2 separate regions of the Capra hircus genome follow, and region 2 is linked to region 1. A link is a contact called in public Hi-C data. All regions are on one chromosome and are shown on one strand. Each heading gives the region's core, a stretch centred on a gene start, on an enhancer-like site or on the middle of the called end of the contact. The rest is flanking DNA. Distances are from core to core; before and after follow the strand shown. Region 1 holds the start of FAM175A (BRCA1-A complex subunit Abraxas). Region 2 has its middle 93 kb from the start of GPAT3.

What was found. Hi-C and Micro-C count contacts between places; a contact is called where the count stands out from the background.
Region 2: a Hi-C map of liver shows a contact between it and region 1, with 5 times the contacts expected there. The contact joins the enhancer-like site here to the promoter of FAM175A in region 1. A contact is called at or near these places in 4 of 5 Hi-C or Micro-C datasets (blood and liver).

The regions. Positions count from the first base shown.
Region 1 is chr6:98,707,042-98,712,719 of ARS1.2, forward strand. FAM175A (BRCA1-A complex subunit Abraxas) reads right to left here and starts at 2,928. Exons shown (of 9, transcript XM_018049680.1): 1 at 2,819-2,928. The coding sequence starts at 2,905.
Region 2 is chr6:98,836,263-98,841,765 of ARS1.2, forward strand. No RefSeq gene overlaps it. Among named protein-coding and RNA genes, the nearest start is that of GPAT3, 93 kb to the left of the region's middle. Within about 2 kb of position 2,034, at least 2 of the 5 cell types and tissues checked have an H3K27ac peak or open chromatin away from gene starts, as enhancers often do.

The DNA.
Region 1 (5,678 bases), core at 1,678-4,177:
TTACAAAGAGTCTGCCTGCAATGCCAGAGACACGGGTTCGGTCCCTGGGTTGGGAAGATTCCCTGGAGAAGGAAAATGGCAACTGGCTCCAGTTTTCTTGCCTGGGAAAGCCCATGGACAGAGGACTCAGGTGGGCGACAGTCCATGGGGTCTCAAGAGCTGGACACAACTTAGCGACTAACCCACCACCCATCTGTAAGGAAATCATCATAGGTAGAAGGAACAGTGCCAATAACCGACCATCCTAAATGACCAGGGGCATCAATGGCACAGGCTTCTGAGAGTCAGTGGTGGCTTCTGCGCTATGAAATGACACAGGGTGGGCTTTTTAGATTAAGAACCGTGCTCATAACTAATGAATTGGAAATCAATATCAGAGTCTGCTTTATAAAAGAGGAGCTTGGTTCTTTTTAAGATGTAGGCATTTTGCCACAACAGCAGTGACTTCTGTGAATTTCAGAGAATTCAATTATTTCTCTTGGTACATTTAGAGACAAAACGTGCTTGACAATGAATATTTAATCTTTATAATTAGTTAAGACTATTTTTAAAAATTCATTAAAAGAAGAATGCAAAACAATGTTTCCACCAGGTGAGTCTTCATTAGAATCAAAGGGGAACGATCCACAATCTACTCTCTAGTGTTCTAGGCAAAGCCCTGGAAAAGAGACAACAGAAGACAATACAACTACCCAGAAAACCACCTTTCAAAGGCTTTAGGAAAAAGATCTGAGAAGCAAAGCCCTAACAGTATGGTACTTTGCAAGTGCTAATCCTTTAAGCTACACAGGATTAGACCCATTCTGTTTATATTTACACTAAGATATTTGAAGATAATTTCCACAACACACGTATTTTAAATCATCATGTATTTGCTCTATGCTAGGTGTTAAGCTACAATGTAATTTAAATTTGCATACATGAAAGCTATCCATTCCAACCTTATTAGTTAAGTTGCTCAGTCATGTATGACTCTTTGCGACCCCATGAATCGCAGCACGCCAGGCCTCCCTGTCCATCACCAACTCCCAGAGTTCACTCAGACTCATGTCCATCGAGTTGGTGATGCAACAGCTCATCCTCTGTCGTCCTCTTCTCCTCCTGCCCCCAATCCCTCCCAGCATCAGAGTCTTTTCCAATGAGTCAACTCTTCACATAAGGTGGCCAAAGTACTGGAGTTTCAGCTTCAGCATCAATCCTGCCAATGAACACCCAGGACTGATCTTCTTTAGAATGGACTAGTTGGATCTCTTTGCAGTCCAAGGGATTCTCAAGAGTCTTCTCCAACACCACAGTTCAATTCTTCAGTGCTCAGCTTTCTTCACAGTCCAACTCTCACATCCATACATGACCACTGGAAAAACCATAGTCTTGACTAGACGGACCTTTGTTGGCAAAGTAATGTCTCTGCTTTTCAATATGCTGTCTAGGTTGGTCATAACTTTTCTTCCAAGGAGTAAGCGTCTTTTAATTTCATGGCTGCAGTCACCATCTGCAGTGATTTTGGAGCCCACAAAAGTAAAGTCTGACACTGTTTCCGCTGTTTCCCCATGTATCTGCCATGAAGTGATTATTAGGATTGCGCCAAAAAACTATTTTGGAAGAGACAAGCCTTTATTACAAAATGAAAGGCACAAAATTTAGCAGAAATCACAAAGCTCCGAACAGTACAATATTCTCTAAACCCTATTAGCAAGTTACTAAGCACCTCCCTGGTGGCTCAGACGGCCAAGAATCTGCCTGCCATGCAGGAGGCCTACGTTCGATTCCTGGGTCAGGAAGATCCCCTGGAGAAAGGAATGGCAACCCACTCCAGTATTCTTGCCTGGAGAATACCAAGGACAGAGGAGCCTGGCAGGCTATACAGCCCATAGGGTCGCAAAGAGTCGGACACCACTGAACGGCTAACACAAAACACTTACTCTTTATGACACTATTTCTCGGGCTCAAAGTTTTACAGTGGTTTTTAGTTTCATAATTGGAGAAGGAAATGGCAACCCACTCCAGTGTTATTGCCTGAAGAATCCCAGGGACGGGGGAGCCTGGTGGGCTGCCGTCCATGGGGTGGCACAGAGTCGGACACGACTGAAGTGACTTAGCAGCAGTTAGTTTCATAAACATAAAAGTTAAAAATAGGCTATATTTTAAAAACCTACTTCACTACTTAACTTTATCTAGAGGTTTTGAACCTAGGCAAAGTGTGAAGTCAGCATTTAAATATTTAATATTGGAGGTTATACTTAAATGTTTATAAGCGAAAGCTGAGGCCATAGCTTAATAGATTTGACACCAACGCAAACAAGTCAAGATATACATCTTCTCCGCGTACTAAGACTGACGCCAAAATAGCCACCGGTGGCATCATCCATCTTTCCTTTACAAGCCATCCATTTGAGCAAAGGTGCCCAGCTGCGGCTCCGCAAGGGAAACACCGAGTTGTCTGGGAAAACCACGGTCGGGAGCGAGGAGCAAGTTAACCCGCAACGTTCCGAGCCGCGGCGGGAACGCTGTGTGAACTTTCTATTCCTTCACGGCCGAGTTCGACCAGAAAAGGGGGACTGCCGAGAGACACGGGGGCGTGCGGGGCACGAAAACGCAAACACTGGTTGCTAGAGGGGAGCTGAACCTGGAGAAGAAATCTCTAGGACCTCCCGGGAGCGAGAGAAGGCAGCTCCACGGCAGAGAGCCTGGGCGTCGGCGGCGGCGGGAAGCCCACGGGCGGGACCCGAGCAGCGTCGGCCCGGAGGTCGCCCAAGCGCACGGGGTTGGGGGGCCCCTTCCGAAGCGACGCCGGATCCCGCCCCCGCCCTCGGCTCACCGTGTCCGAGTCGGTGTTGAGGTGCTGGAAGGCGAGCGCGCCGAGCACAAACCCAGACAGCACCGCCGACGTGCTCTCGCCCTCCATGCTTCCGTCGCCGCCGCGCGGCCCCAGGGGGCGGGGCGTGGGCGGGGCCGAGTGAGGAGGCGGAGTCGCGCCAGGAGGCGGGCCTACGCCTGCGCAGTGGCCACGGCGCGCTCCGCCGTGCCGCGGACCGGCGGGCGAGGCTCGGGCGCCCTCTGGTGGGAAGGCCGCGGCGAAGAGGTTGTGACGTGCTCAGGTCCGTCTTTCTGGGTGTTGGGCAACTGCTCTGCCCAGGGCCAGGAATAGCGCCTTAGTAGCACTCAGGGGCCCAGGCATACAAACGAAAGTATGGAAGATGAAAACAGCTGACAGAATAGAAGCATTGCCTAGTGGCATAATATCACAATGGAAATGCCACGTTTGGAGTTTTCACAGAGTCAGATGCTGTGCTTTACTATTTGAAACTTCTAGAATACTAAGGACAATGTCAGAGAATGTCTCTTCTAGAACTCTCTAGCAGTGTTCCATGTCGTGGAGTGAGGGAGAGGGATGGATTTCTTTGAATGTTTGCTTTAGAAAATTGAGGACTCAATTCAAAGAATCTGCAGACTGTTTAACCTTCTTCTGACAAGTTAGTGATAGTTATAAACATGCTGATCATTTGATAAGGGTGCTGCAGAAACCAGTAATTAAGAAACCAAGCACCACAGTCAGAGAGGTGGAGAACTCAGGTTTATTACGCTGGCGGGCCCAGAGAAGTTAACACTCCAAGCTCTGAGCCCCGAGCAAAGGGATTACAGAGTTTTTATACACAAACTATAGTGGGCATCACTAGCTGCTAATAGGCTGGTTTAAACTAAGGGGTTTTGCATACCCGGGTACAGTGGTCAAGATGGGGAGGGGGATGCCTGACCTTTCCACAGACAGGCGTGATTAAGCAGGTTTGCAGGGGCTGGATAATTGGGAAGAGCAGACAAGGATGAGTGAGATTAGCTCCAGTTCCTAGTATTGTAAGTCCCCACTTTCTGAGACTACGTGACCTACGTGATCTAGACTTTGCAAGGGGCAAGCTGAATTACAGAAGTAGAATGAGCAGGAGGTTATTTAAAATTTTAACTTGCCGTCTTCAAGGGGAGTAGGAAGATTATGAATTAACAATTTTCCACACGTGATATGTAAAGCTATGGTTTTTAAATGAAAGCTAGCTATATATCAGACTACTGAATTAAATTAATATTGCTTGTTTCTGGGTTTTGTTGTGTAGCAGCCATATTTGACTAACATATTGAAGACATGTATAGCATTAAAAGTTATGTTTTTTCTCTAAAGTTAAGTTTCTTGCTGTCATTTCAGCAAAGTTACTGTTAATACAAAAAGATTTTCACTTAAGTTGTGTTTTATAGGTAATAATGATATAAAGGATTAAAAACTTTTTAAAAGTTTGTCCAAGAGAATGAAAGCTAACCCTCACATACAAGAGCGAATGATTTTTGACATGGTTGCCAAGACAATTCACTGGGGGAAGGACAGGCTTTTCAATAAATGCAAAAGAATGTAATTAAACCCTTACTTTTTGCCATATACAATAATTAGCTCAAAATGAATTATATACCTAAATGAAAGACCTAAAACTAGCATTCATAGAAGAAAACATGGGGGGAATCTTCATGACAGTGGATTTGGCCATGATTTTTTTGTAGGTAACACCAAAGGAAAAAAAAGACGAATTTTATTTACTCATCAAATTAAAAACTTTGTTGATCAAACAACACTATCAGGGGAGTGAAAAGGCAACATACAGAATAGGAGAAGTATTTATGAATCATGTATCTGATAAGGAATTAATATCCAGAGTACATATAAAGAGCTATAATTCAATGACAGCAGAAAAAAAAATTAGCAAAGGACTTGAGTAGACTTTTCTGTAAAGAAGATGCACAGGTTTCCCAGGTGGTGCTACTGCTAAAGAATCTACTTGCCAATGCAGGAGATGCAAGAGACCTTGTCTGATCCTTGGGTCAGGAATCCTTGGAGTAGGAAAAGGCAACCCACTTCAGTATTCTTGCCTGGAAAAATTCCATGGACAGAGGAGCCTGGTGGGCTAAGTCCATGGAGTTGCAAAGAGTCGGACATGACTTAATGACTGAGCATGCACTCAATAAGTACACGAAAAAATACTTAACATCACTAGTCATTCAGTCCAGTTCAGTTGCTCAGTTGTGAATTGCAGCACGCCAGGCCTCCCTGTCCATCACCAACTCCCAGAGTTCACTCAGACTCACATCCATCGAGTCAGTGATGCCATCCAGCCATCTTATCCTGGGTCGTCCCCTTCTCCTCCTGCCCCCAATCCGTCCCAGCATCAAAGTCTTTTCCGATGAGTCAGCTCTTCGCATGAGGTGGCCAAAGTACTGGAATTTCAGCTTTAGCATCATTCCTTCCAAAGAAATCCCAGGGCTGATCTCCTTCAGAATGGACTGGTTGGATCTCCTTGCAGTCTAAGGGACTCTCAAGAGTCTTCTCCAACACCACAGTTCAAAAGCATCAATTCTTCGGCGCTCGGCCTTCTTCACAGTCCAACTCTCACATCCATACATGACCACAGGAAAAACCATAGCCTTGACTAGATGGACCTTTGTTGGCAAAGTAATGTCTCTGCTTTTGAATATGCTATCTAGGTTGGTCATAAATTTTCTTCCAAGGAGTAAGTGTCTTTTAATTTCATGACTGCAGTCACCATCTGCAGTGATTTTGGAGCCCCCCAAAATAAAGTCTGACACTGTTTCCACTGTTTCCCCGTCTATTTCCCATGAAGTGATGGAACCAGATGCCATGA
Region 2 (5,503 bases), core at 784-3,283, 130 kb after region 1:
CGTGTCCCCTGCATCGGCAGGCGGATTTTTAATCACTGGACTACCAGGGAATGTTCAGCATCAATTTTTAAAAATCTATAAAATGGGCATAAAGTTGTTACTGAAATAATATACTTAAACACTTATTAAACTATAAAATATTCTGCTAATGTGAGGTGTTAATAGTACCTTCACAGAAAACTCTGAGATGTAAATAGGGAAGGAGTTATTCTTTGTTTTAGAGGGGAGTAAATGAAAACAGATTGGTAACAGGGTTTGTGGTCACTGTGAATTAGTGATGAGGGCAGGACTCAAATTTCTGATTTACTGTCTAACACTCTTCCATGATGTCATATCCAGTGTTCAGAGGAGTGGAAGGTGTACAAACCAGGAGAGGTGGTAGGAAGATGTATATTTTTTAAAAACATGAGCAAATGAATGTGGTGATTTCAGAGCTGTCCCTGTGGAGTTGAACCTAAGGCATCTCTCTGCAGAGGCTGTATATTTGGTTGTCAGTACATTGAAAAGAAACATAGCTACACTTTAGGTATGTTTTAGTTAAATTAAAAGATGGACGTGTATTTATTTTAAGGTGATGATTGAGATACCTTCCCCATGTGTAATGGAATTTTCTTTTTTGGCAATGCTGAAGACAGTTCATTTAGCTGCATATGTTGTCGGTGAAATTTCCCACATGCTTACATGAAGCATTTGTCTTCTCCAGATGGCCTGTGTAAAGCCCAGTTGTTCTTCCAAATAAATTTATAGTTATGACGACTGTGGTATCTCTCTAGACTAGATGAAAGTTTTTTTCTTAGAAAAGGAAATGGTCTCTTTCCATTCAAACAGGCAAAGTGGGCACCCAATTGTACTAAGGCTGAAACTTGATGGAGTCTGAATTAGAGAGGTCAGTAGGTTAGGGATCCTGCTTTTATTCCCTCTCCATCCTTCAAATCTGTGTGGTCTTAAGCTCCCTCCATAAAAGAACCCCAAACATAAAAGATCTCCAGAAAAGGGTCCACAGATTTTTTTTGTCAGTAATACCTTCCTTTCTTTGTTAAAAATTCAAACATTTATTATTCAACAGTTAATACATAAGAAAGGATGTCTGTATCACATACGTAATTAAGAAACCTACTAATAAGTTGAATATCCATGGAACCACTAATCTACTTCTGAGCCAGGACATGGTTAATGCTATTCAATTGATCTGTGGTTCATTTCCTTCCTCCTTCTTCCCTTCCCACTATGAACCACATTGTGCTTTCCAAAATTTTCATGAGCTGACTATATTTATAAAGAGTTTTGAAATCTTTTAGAAGAATATGCAATGTGACTTCAGATGTGTATTTATTAATACAGTAATTCTTCACTTCGTGCTGAGGGCTTTCAAGTCTATGATCTTCTTTGAAATTCACAACAGTTCTATGAATTAACTCGGATGGAAATTTTATACTTTTGCAGGTAGAGAAAAGAGGCTCACCCAGGACTCATAACTGATGAGTAGGTATCAGAGTTGAGGTTAGAACCAGAGCCTTCAGACCCCAAGTCCTATGATCTTTGCTCATAACGACATTGCCCGTGAATGAGTAGTTGACACTGAATAGATTTCCAAGGAGAAATCCAACTTCCTGACCTGATAGAAATATTGCTGCGGGTCACAACAGTAGACCACAGGAGCTTGTTTTGTTAGCAGATCCAGAGACTCAGGGCCACGTAGGGTACCTTATTTTTCCTTTTTTTCTTTTCTTTTTTTACCAAGCCCTCAGCTTGGTATCTGAAACACAGTAGGTCCAGGTAAGAAGCCTGGTTTTGGCATCCAGCATCATGGCATTGCAAACTGGCTCTTCATACAGTAGCTATGTGACATTGGGCAGATAAATTAACCTCTGTAAGCCCCAGCTACTCCCTTGTAAAATGAGTTTAATCATACCAATTCTCAGGAGTGCTGAGAGGAGTAAATGAGACAATGACTATGTAGTGACAGCAGAGGGATTGCCAGGGAGCAAGCACTGAATAGATTGTAGCTAAAAATAAAAAAAAGAGTGTCTGTTTCCATGTCCTTGGGTGACTCATTTGATTCCATCTGTTCTCCGCTTTCCAAAGCTTCAGAGCCTTATATGTGCAGGGAGGGGGTTAGACAAAGATGAATTCTCAGGTCTTTCAAGCTCTGACTTTCAGTGAAGCTAAATACAGTTCCCAAGACTTCTGCTGACTTAGTTTAACTTATTATTTGACTTTCGAAAACCATATCCAAATGCCTTCATTGTTTATACTTCCAAGTCCTCACGTGACACAGACTAGTGTGACAAGATAGAACTGCAAAATAATAACCAATGCTTTCTTTTTCTGCAATTTTCTTGTTGATCCATAGGCCACTGTTAGCATTTACTGCTTTGGCCCTAGAAAGTGTAAAAACTGAGTTTCATGTGATTAAAAAAATGCATAGCCGCATTTATTATTATATTGCAAATCAAGCTTCCTATTGGAAGAGTCAAACTTTTGAAAGAAAAAAGGAGGCCTTAAGCATTGAGTTACCTTTCTAACTGTTGTCTGGAAAGCATGTGCAATGGTGTGGTAGTAGCTTCCCATCAGACAGGCATTAAAGTCTAAGTCTAATGTTAGAAGCCAAGTTTCAGACAGAACATGACCGAGACTTTGATGCTGTTGAGTGTCTGAGAGGAGCCTTCTGCGCTGAGCCGTGTAGTGGAGGTGGAGGATGAGAAAGGAGAGACATTTTAAATTCATCTGGAAGGATGTCAGAGCAGAGAGGACCTGCCTCTTATTTCCCAGGTGAGCTTTAAGGCAGCAAGCCTTTGAAGTCCTTCTGTCCCAGCGCCCATGCTAAGATGGCGCAGCTGAAGAAGAGCAGAATGGTGTGGCGTGTGTAGGCACAGTGTCCTCCCATGGCTCACCCACAGGTGCGAGTGAAGTTGCACAGAGCAACTTACCAGCAGGGGTGGGGAATTGACTGGCAGCCAAGGAGGAACCTGGAGAAGCCTTGGAGCATGGCTGAGGAGGACCCACGATGACTTGCATGGGGGTGGTGGCCAGAGGAGAGGAGTGGTGCCTCCCTCCCGTGAGGCGAAGAAGGGCAGGATGAATCGTGTAAGCAACAAAACCAGCCTGAGAGGAGGCCGCTGGAGAACGGCTGATGGACTGTATTCCTGTGGATGGTAGGCCAATAGACTACCCCACTCAGTCTGGGACACAGGTGGACACAGTTACCAGGCATGCCGGCTGCTGTGTGTTTTACTAGATTAGATCCAAAGTGTCAATTTTGTTTTTTTCTTTTTTGCCCCACCACATAGCATGTGGGATCTTAGGTTCCACTGCTGCTGCTAAGTCGGATCAGTCATGTCTGACTCTGTGCTACCCGGTAGACGGAAACCCACTAGGCTCCTCTGTCCCTGGGATTATCTGGGCAAGAATACTGGAGTGGGTTGCCATTTCCTTCCAGGGACCTAACCTGCAGTGGAAGAGTGAAGTCTTAACCTTTGGATCGCCAGGGAGGTCCCCCGAGGTGCTATGGAAACCTAGCCACATGTTTCAGAGCCTTCCTGGGAATAGACCCCCATATCACTTGCTACTTAATATTAAACAGTAATATTAAAATATTCAATTATTTTTAGTCTGTACCTTTTCCTCTTGGGATTTGAGTTACTGGCTGTTTGTTCTATCTTTTAAAAAAACAAAAACCAAACCACCATCTCCTCCCCCTAAACCACCACTGGTCATCAGGCTTCTGAAATTGAAGAAGGAGGAGTGAAGAAAGAGGGAGTTAAAGCCCTGAAATGGGGAAATGGTTCAGAAATAATACTTTCTTAGCAATAAAATTCTATCTTATTTTTCTGTGCATGTAAGCAGCTTTGCATACATCCCCTCGATTGAGCCATGTAAATTAGGCTGTTACAAATGAGGAAGAAGAGATTCAGATTTCTAGGTTGAAGCTCTTTCTGCTGCCATTATGATCAGAAACACAGTGCCTAGAAGTGTATGCGTGTGCGTACTGCGCATGTGTTGGAGGTGGGGGAGAAGGTGTGGGGACTGAAGGCAGATTTTTCTAGAGGAAAATGTCAAAACAGCCCAATCACTCAACAAAGGCATGATGAATGAAGGAATAGAGTGATTTGCTTCAACAAGTCATGAGGATCTGGCTTTAACTATATGGATAATGGCCCTTTTAATTCCTGTTTTCCTTATGGCATCACCACGTACTGTTCGTCAAAATGTTCTGGGAGGAAAACGCCAGCGCTCAGAGATCACGCCAATTATTGTGGAGACTCTTCAAAGACTATTATGCTTCACTCTGCTCAAGGGTACATGGCACACCGTAGGACCTAGAGGAGTTTACACTAGGTTTACAGGCTCTAAGGGACATATGGACTCTTCTGTGTCTTTTCCTTTTTTTTTTTTGAGTAGCAGAAGCATCCCCCTTAACTGGGTTCTTAGTGGGCCTGTCAGTCAAGATGCCTCTCCTTGGGCCAAGGGTTGATCACATGAATCTGGTTGTTATTTCCTGCTACCGAGATCTTCAAAGCTGCTCTGTTTCCTCCTTGGGGCCTGATACATTTCTTTTGACTTGATAAGTTACCACATGCCCTTCTAATTTACTGCTTTTAGTTTAAGTCATCCAGAGTTAATTTTGGTTGCTTCAATCTAAATATCTCTAACAGGACTTTCCTGGTGATCCAGTGGTTAAGACTCTGTACTTCCAATGTTGGGGGCAGAAGTTAGTTCCTGCCTGTGTCCTAGAGCAAGAAAAAAAGAGGAGGGGAAAAACTCAGGCTTCCTTCATTGCGCAGCGTTAATAACAAAAACTCTCGCAAGTACAGTAGTAGTACAGTGTTGATCAGTATTTTCTTTGTTGTGGGCAGTCTTCATATTCTGTGCAAATACTTTGTACATTTGCTAACTTGTGGAGAAAAAGCCCTTTTCAGGCAGAAGACAAGCTGGAGCCAGGTTAAACAGTTAATAAAAGTGTGGGAAATCTGAGCTCACCAGGAAACAGTGGGTTCAAGAAGAGAAAAGGTAGTTATAAAGACGTCTGTTGGTCAAGAACCTGGTGTAGGCAACTGTTTGCAATAGCCAGGACATGGAAGGAACCTAGATGTCCATTGGGAGATGAATGGATAAGACAGCTGTGGTACATATACACAATGGAATATTACTCAGCCATTAAAAAGAATGCATTTGAATTAGTTCTACTGAGGTGGAGGAAACTGGAGCCTATTATACAGAGTGAAGTAAGCCAGAAAGAAAAAAACAGTAATACAGTATATTAACACATATATATGGAATTTAGAAAGATGGTAACGATGACCCTATATGTGAGACAGTAAAAGAGACACAGATGTAAAGAACAGACTTTTGGACTTTGTGGGAGAAGGCGAGGGTGGGATGATTTGAGAGAATAGCATTGAAACATGTATATTATCATATGTGAAATAGATCGCCAGTCCAGGTTTGATGCATGAGACAGGGTGCTCAGGGCTGGTGCACTGGGATGACCTTGAGGGATGGG